Linked DNA regions of Canis lupus: region 1 is linked to region 2. Evidence: chromatin contacts called from public Hi-C data. All regions are on one chromosome and are shown on one strand. The core of a region is the stretch at or near the end of the contact, and the rest is flanking DNA. Distances in the headings are between cores, read along the strand shown.

Region 1 (4,237 bases), core at 401-2,900, 750 kb after region 2:
GCATAACCAACTAAGCTACTCAGGGCCCTAAAACCCTTAAGACTTTTGAAGGAAAGTTATCCATAAATGTGGGTTACTCTATTTAGAAGTCAGAGCAAAAATGTTAATGATAATGACAATGCTAGTGCTGACTTTCACATTTACAGAACACATTTATTTTCAAAGAACTACCCAAGCTTTTTGTAAAAGACAAGGAAAAGTTTGAAGTGAAAATTTATGATATGTTGATTACAAATTTATAAACATAATGAAATAATGTCTAAATGTGGATTCTTCTGGGGTGGGGAGCCATTATTTTAGAGGGCCCTTTGCTTTACTAATTTAACATGAGCCTGGCTCAGAGAGAAGTTCACTGAGAACTTTCCTCAGGCCACCCCAATGCCTAAGACTACTCATCAAATACTACTCTCACATGAGGTTGAGAGATAATTCTTGGCCAAAAAACAATTCTTGCTAAGAAATGTCTTGCTTCCTAAAGTGTGTTATATGACATTCCCTATGATTCACAAAGCTTTTTGTCATTTTCTTCACCTTCCTGTCAAAGGTGTCATGGTACCATCTGTTCCCCCAAACACAATGCTGACCATAGGAGTGAATTAATAGCACAGAATACAGACTTGGATCAATTACTTTAGGTTTGTCACACCCATTTCCAAGTTTTATAACAATCTTTCCTTGATTGTACAATCTAAGTTGAAAAACTCTGATTCTAGAATTTCATTGTAGCTCTATTCCAAAATACTTATGATGTATTTACGTACATTACTCATTACTATTGTTTTTCCAAAGCCCCACTTTCCCTATTAACCCTCCTCAGAGCATCAGCTTGTAGATTTTACAAACTATAATGTGACAGAGGTATATTATGCCTATTGATGTGATGTTAGCAGAAACCACGTAGAGACCATATTCTCTAATAATAAGATTTTTTTGCTTTCTAATTTTTATCTCCTTTAAAGAAATCATACTTTTTACATAAGCATTTAATTATATTTCATATACTTTAATATAAATTTGATTTTAAGATTTTCAACACTATTCCTCCCTAGGAAAAGGATGGAATTTCCCAGAAAAATCTGAAAAAATTTGTTCCATTACTATCTTGGGTAATTTCCCGTTATTGGCCATTAAATATGAAGAAAATATAAACTAAATTTCAGTGTGTCTTTAAATTTAGTGCAACAAAGAAAAAGAAAAGATATGAGATGTATTCTAAATTCAAACTGAGCTTTACTATCGATCATTTTAAAAAATATTATTTAGTGCTTTTTTTTCTTCTCCATTAAGTTCAAATTTCAAAAGTCCCAGTTATGTGAAAGTGGTAAGAGAGGGTAAAGAAAGTACATGGAGATAAAAATAGGTGGTTTCCTCAGGACCCTCTAGGACATACAGCCGACCTCCTTCTTCAGCGGGTAAAGACCTGGACACACAGAAGGCACTTGAAGAGTTAAGGTCAACAATTCTCTTTGCTTAGGGTCTTTACAGTTTTTCTTCTGACTACTTATTTTTTCATCTATAGAGTATCTTACCAGTCATTTAACCGTTATCATATTCAGATTAGAAAAAAAAAATCTACGTTAGAGGCAACAAAGATGGGAAGGATCTTGATCACTACATTCTCACTTCTCATTCTCTGTGTTTGAACAGGCCTGAAGATGCAATTCAGCAGAACAGTGAGACTGGGGAAAAACCCGCTCTCAATTTAAAACAGTATACAGCTGTAGGCGAAATTAAGCTGAAACGAACAAATAGGGAGTGGCAAAAAATAGTACACACATCATGAAGATTACCTACCGTGTGAATGGGTGTTCTATTCAATTAAACAACATAATTATATTCCATGATATTTTACAGGGGAGCAGGTCCCAACAGGCTAAGATATATTATTAAGGTGTTGATCTACAGTAAGGGCTAGTTAAACAGATATGTCCTTTCTTGAGCACCAGAATCCTGCCTGAATCACTACAGGGTCCAATTGGCTCAGATCTCGCATCTTCAAGTTAGCAAAAGTGATTTCTTAAGTGAGGTCTTCAAAAAGAAAAAAAAAAATTCTTGATAATAGCAACTCATGTCATTTATTAAACACTTTTATGTGGCAAACATTATTCTAAGCTCTTTGTCTATATAATCTTTTTTCATCCTCACCCCAGTTCTGGAAATCTAGAGGTAAGTGTTATCTTTATTTTACAGTTGGAAACCATTGGGAAAAATGAGTCTTGGAGACACTAAGTCATTTGTCTTACTGATTCTAAAGCCAAATTTCCAAAGTTATGCCCATGTCTGCTACAGTCCACACTTAAACACGCACGCAGCCTTTAGTACTCTGATACATTGGCAAGAGAAGGCCTGGGATTAATGTATATTCCTTATCACTAGGGAGTATTAGGGAAGTGCAGCTTTACTTCAGTTTAACTAAAATTTATTGTGCATCTACTCCGTAGTAAATACTGAGTTTTGCACAGGGGGAAAGAGATGGATTACAGAAGATCTTCACTTTGAGGAGATCACATTAACATCTCAAAGATGGATGTGAAAATGGAGAATTTCATTCCAATGTGGAAAATGGAATGAGAGGTGTCTGGGTTTCACCCAGGACTGGCCCTGACCCTTTATCACTATCCCTGGGGCTTCATTCTTGGCCATTTCCATGCTGTAGCATTCCAGCCCTACAGGCTGTTAATCGAGTATCTTTACCAAGTGAGTGAGATATTCAAGGCAAAGAAATGACCAAACCAGAGACTAGTCGGGAGCTCAGCATCTAGGCACATGATGATCTTCCTAGATCTGAGACCCACACCTGACTGACTATTTCCTTCTGTCAGTGGTGACTCTTCATAGAGATTTCTATGCTTCCGTATGTTCAACTTGCTCAATCAATTTCAATCTTCAAGGTCATCTTCATTTATTATTGTCATAGCTGCTTTGATTCCTTTTTAGCTCTTTCACTAATCTATAAAAATAATGAAGGTTTTGTGCTCTCCTTGACTCCACCCCTATTCTGAGAAACACCTGCTACAACAAATATCCTTCCTCTGCAGTGGAAGTAATTTGTAAACTTCCTCTGCTTTTTGCCCAGAGAGGGCAACTTTTACATGAAGCAAGCTTTCTCAATTCCCTTAGAAGCCCCAAGTCGGCCATCAAATGCCTCCCAGGACAGTTGTTCAAATTAAGAATTATCTTCCTGCAGCCTCCTTGAGATCTTGTTAATGTATTGTTTCAGGCCCATTTATTTCTGAAATTTTGGAGCAAGGCTCTGTGTCTCTTGCTTCCTTAGTCTTTGTTAACGTGGGTCACTTGGTTAATTAAAAAAACAAGGCAAGTGTCCTTCATATTTTCTAAGTAAATAAAGTACATGAGATTATTCTTTGCAGCTTCCTTTTTCAAAAAGTGCTTTCTTCAAAGTGTTCCTGAGAGAGATATATGTGTGTCTTATCTCTCATTTGAAATTTTGAGTTTTGACTTGGTGACAATTTGCTACGTGATCCTGGGAAAGAGATTTTAACTCACATGACCTCAGCCTGCCCATTTTTACAACGAGGTTTAGGTGAGGTGCTCTCTAAGTTTTATTTCAGCTGTAACATTTGGTTATTTTATTGTTTGAAATCAAGGATAGTTTCTTGGGAAGTTCTCTGAAAGCACAACCTAACTTGCACCAGTTCGCAGCCAGCATAGACTAGATACAAATAACTACGAATTTATAGGTTTACAATATCTCAGAGTTCAAAGAGACTGTCAAGGTCATGGAGCCCAACCCCCTATGGTGATACCTGAATCCCTTCTACAACATCCCCACCAAGTGGCCAACCCGTCTACAGGTGAACACCTCTACCAGACCTCACCACCTCTTAAATCAACCATTTTTTTCTCTGGGTTATTATAAGATTTTTCTCCAGTTATTTCAAAACATGATCCTCTGCATTTCCCATTAGTAGATCTGAATTTTACCACTTATGACTTCATTCAAAAGTGTAATTCCTTTTTCACATAACATTCCTTTAGATGTTTGAAAATGACAACACAAATATCCTTGTCTCCAAGATAAACAACTAGTTCTTGAAAGCATTTCTGCTACAGCATGGCTCTGAGTATGTTCCTAATTTCAATCACTTTCCTTCTTAATTTGACCCAGACTGTCAATGCCATTCTTACCGGCCTGCAGAACTGATCAAATGTCTGACATAATCTTTGATGACAGAATTTGAAAATTGACTTTTAGAGAGAAAGAAAGATAATCTGA
Region 2 (4,267 bases), core at 248-2,747:
CAGAGAAGGAAAGAGTTAACGGTCTCTTCTTCCCCAGGATCTCTGCAAACTCCCAGGGCCGGGTCCTCAAGCTCGCCTCTTCCTCCCACCCTTCCTGGAGACTCCAGCCCCGAGGCTTGCACCCCCTCCCCAAAATTCTCTCGTCTAGCGCCTCTGATTTCCCCTAAACCTGGGAACCCCAGACTGGTGCAAACCGGCGCCACGGGGCGCAAAGAGGATTTGTGTCTTCTCTGAAACCTGGCTGCGGAATTGGGAACTCCGAGGGAGAGGCGTGGGGGTGGGATGCGGGTGCAGAAAGTGGGCGGGGGAGGGTCCCCTGCCGCGCGCACCAGCCAACGCGCTCCTCCCTAACTCCAGTTCCGGAACACGCAGGAACGATCCCGGGGATTAGCGCGTCTTGGTGGGGTGGGTGGGGTGGGGTGGGGTGGGGGGTGTCGGGTGGGGGGGAGCAGCAGGCTCCCGCTGACCCCTCTGTAGGTCTGCGTGGGAGGGGCGGGAGCGAGGGCGTCTTCGGCTTAGGCAGCAAATTGAGGCATTCATGGGGTGGAAGGTACCCAATCGCAATAGGTCGCGGTACGCAAATAAGGCATAACGCCGCCAACAAATGCAATGCGTGTTTATTCACAACGCGCTCTCCAAGCATACGTGGCAGTGGGTTGCTGAGTTATTTTAATATTCCCGGCATCGGCTTCCTCCTAATGCCTCTTATCATGTATCCCCATCGCCACTAACACCCCGCACACTCAGGGCGCGCGCCCATAAATACCCCCGGCTTCCCTCCCGTCTTCACTGGACTGATTTTTCCAAACGCCGCCCAGAGGTCCCCCAGCCCTGGGGAGGCGCGCCCGCCCGGGCCGTGCGTGGCGCGTGGCGAGTGGGTACACGGCGGGTCCCGCGGTCCAAGGCTCGGCCGTCCCGCCTGCGATGGTGTAAGCACGCAGGGCGAGCGCTGCGCCAGAGGGGCCGCGGGGAGAGGGAGAGGCTTGGAGAGGGAGCAAACAAGAAAATGGTAGGCGCGCGCAGTTAATTCATGCCGCTGCGCTCTGACTGTTTACATGCGCGGGCTCGGCGCGCCCCAGTGCCAAGCAGCGAGGGCCGAGCTCCTCCCCGCACCCCCCTCCCCACTCCGCCCCCGGCCCCGGCCCCGGCCCCGGCCCTCCCTCCGCACCGTCGCCCCTCCTCGGTTCCCAAAGCGGAGGGCGGGCGCGGGGGGCGGGGGGGCGGGGGGGCGGGTGGAGGGGAAGAGAAAAAAGATCCACTCTCGCGAATCCCCGCCCACCGGCCCTTTATAGGCGAGGGTCCGCGGGGCCGAGGACCCCCGAGCCGCGCGTCTCCGAGCTGCAGCCGCCGCGCCCCGGCCGCCGCCTGGCTCCCCGCCGGCCTCGGGAAGGGCAGGGCTATTCAGAGGCTTGGCGGGAAAAAAGAGAACAGAGGGGGAGGGATCGTGCTCAGCAATATAAACGCTGGTTTTCTGGGCTTCTCCGACTCGCTGTAATAATCCCTGCGAGAGACAGAGGGAGCGAGCGGGCGCGTCCGCCCGGGTGGAAGAGCAGAGCGAGCGGAGAGCGAGCCGAGGGGCGCTCCGGGCGCCCCGGGGAAGGGAGACCCGGAGTCACAGGGGGGCCTCTCCGCCGCCGAGCCCCCGCCCGCGGGGCGCGCGACCCCCCGCCGCTCCCACGGAACTTTGCCCGCCGCCGCGGGCGGACACTTGGCTCCCCCCCTCCTCCCCTTTTTGGAACTTACAACCACCCGAGAGCGAGGAGAACGCGACTCTCCGGACGCGCAGAGGCTCTACCCCTTCGCCTATTTGGGAAGACACTTCTCCCCGCCGCCGCCCGCGCCCGGCTGCCCTGAAAGGCGCTCCCCGCCGCATTTTGGACGCTGGATCTCCTCCGGAGAGTGGAAACCCCGGTAAGCACCCGATCTGCCTTTTTCCTTTTTTTTTTATTTTTTTTATTTTTTTTATTATTATTTTTTTTACCCTCCTCCCCTGCCCAGGCTTCATGCCATGCCGCGACGAGTCGAGGTCGACTGCCCCAACCGGGATGTCGTGCCTGCCATTCCTGCGCTATTGACACTCTTCTCCTCTCGGAGTAGTTGGTGGGCGGCTCGGGGTGGGGTGAGGACGAAGCAGAACGGGATGGGGTGGTAGGGTGGCTTGTCAAGAGCGGAGGGGAGGAGGACGACGGGTGCGTTTTTAAAACTCGCCTTTTTTTTTTTTTTTTTTTTTTTTTGCTTATGGATTATTGAGGCTGCCCCCGGACCAGCTGGACATTCCTGCTTTATTGCACTAATTGCTTTTGCTGTGACTGGGGGGGTGGGGGGTGGGTGGGGGTGGCCGTGCTCCGCGGTGGGCAGACAGCCCTGTGCATCCTGAGCTCCTGGGAGTAAGAATTACAAATCGCTTGTGCGAGCCCGAGAGCTCCGCAGCCGCGGACTTTTCCGCGTCTCCGAAAGGGTATTTAAATTTCATCTTTACCGCATTTCTGACAGCCGGAGGCAGACACTGCGGCGCGTCCCGCCCGCCGGTCCCCGCGGCGTTTCCCATTCACCCCCTGCTCCTTTTAAAGAAGTTGGCATTTGGCTTTTTTTTTTTTTTTTTTTCCTAAAGAATCCTAAAATTAGGGATCTTGGGCTTCCGAGGCGCTGGTCGGGACTGGGTGTTGGGGAGGCGCAGGGACCCGGGAAGGGGACGCTGGGCAGGGATGGGTCTGATTCTCCTGGAATCAGGGGCTGGGGCGGGGAAGGGGGGGGACGGGAGCAAATCCCCGCACCCAGCCTTGGCTCCCCCGCCGCCCGCGGTGTCCCCGTGCCCCCCTGAGATGCGGAGTGACGGCAAGGAGCGGGGCTCAGGGCTTTTCCAGAACAGCTGCTACCCTCGGCGGGTGTAGGGAAGACGCCCGGCTCCGGACGCGGAGTCGCAGCAGGGGCCCTGGCGCAGTTGCGTCGCGGGATTGGGTGTTGGAGGGAGGTGCCCCTGGTATTATCCAACACCCCCCTTTTATTTACGGGGGGAAGTGTTACGGCCGGCGGCTGGGCTCGCCCCACCAGCCGGCGAGAGACATCCAGAGGAGCCGGCAGAGGCGGGGAGGGGGGGCGCCGGCGAGGGGAGGGGAGGGGAGGGGAGGGGCGGCGGCGCCCGCGGGGGGAAGGAGCGCGGCGAGGGCGCGAGTGGGAACGGGCGCGGCGCGGAGGGGCCCCGCACGGGAGGGGGCCGAGCGCAGCCGCTCCCGCCGCGGCGCCTCTCGCCTTCTCCTTCAGGTGGCGCAAAACTTTGCGCCTTTGGCTTTGGCGGATCGTGAGCCCCGCCGCCAGCCTCTCCCGGCCAAGCGCTTAAGGAGGCCGGAGCGGATCGCGAGGGCTCTGCAGCGGGGCGGGCTCCGGGCCAGCGCTCCGGAGCTGCTGCACCGAGTGTGCGTCTTGGATAGTAGGGGGGGCCCCCCGGGGGTGGGCGCGAGGGCCGCGCTCTGGAGGGGAGCGCTTGGGCAGCGGGGCGCGCGCCGCGCGGGGCTGCAGCCACCCACCCGGAGCCCCGTAACTCAAGATCGCCCCCTCCCTTTGTGTGCCCCCTCCTCCCCCCACCTCCGCAGGCTGCCGCGATGCCTCTCAACGTCAGCTTCGCCAATAGGAACTATGACCTCGACTACGACTCGGTGCAGCCGTATTTCTACTGCGACGAGGAGGAGAACTTCTACCAGCAGCAGCAGCAGAGCGAGCTGCAGCCGCCGGCGCCCAGCGAGGATATCTGGAAGAAATTCGAGCTGCTGCCCACCCCGCCGCTGTCCCCGAGCCGCCGCTCCGGGCTCTGCTCGCCCTCCTACGTCGCAGTCGCGTCCTTCTCCCCCCGGGGGGACGATGACGGCGGCGGCGGCAGCTTCTCCACCGCCGACCAGTTGGAGATGGTGACCGAGCTGCTGGGAGGAGACATGGTGAACCAGAGCTTCATCTGCGACCCGGACGACGAGACCTTCATCAAAAACATCATCATCCAGGACTGCATGTGGAGCGGCTTCTCGGCCGCCGCCAAGCTCGTCTCGGAGAAGCTGGCCTCCTACCAGGCTGCGCGCAAAGACAGCGGCAGCCCGAGCCCCGCCCGCGGGCCCGGCGGCTGCTCCACCTCCAGCCTGTACCTGCAGGACCTGAGCGCCGCCGCCTCCGAGTGCATCGACCCCTCCGTGGTCTTCCCCTACCCGCTCAATGACAGCAGCTCGCCCAAGCCCTGCGCGTCCCCCGACTCGGCCGCCTTCTCCCCGTCCTCGGACTCTCT

Evidence for each region. A called contact is a pair of places that touch in the nucleus more often than the background predicts.
Region 1: a contact with region 2 is called in a Hi-C map of blood, with 5 times the contacts expected there. The contact joins the enhancer-like site here to the promoter of MYC in region 2. A contact is called at or near these places in 3 of 9 Hi-C or Micro-C datasets (blood and liver).

The regions. Positions count from the first base shown.
Region 1 is chr13:26,378,256-26,382,492 of UU_Cfam_GSD_1.0, forward strand. No RefSeq gene overlaps it. Among named protein-coding and RNA genes, the nearest start is that of MYC, 750 kb to the left of the region's middle. Within about 2 kb of position 1,651, at least 1 of the 20 cell types and tissues checked has an H3K27ac peak or open chromatin away from gene starts, as enhancers often do. A contact at or near this core is called in blood, where this site is marked.
Region 2 is chr13:25,627,580-25,631,846 of UU_Cfam_GSD_1.0, forward strand. MYC (MYC proto-oncogene, bHLH transcription factor) reads left to right here and starts at 1,498. Exons shown (of 3, transcript NM_001003246.2): 1 at 1,498-1,911; 2 at 3,591-4,267. The coding sequence starts at 1,882.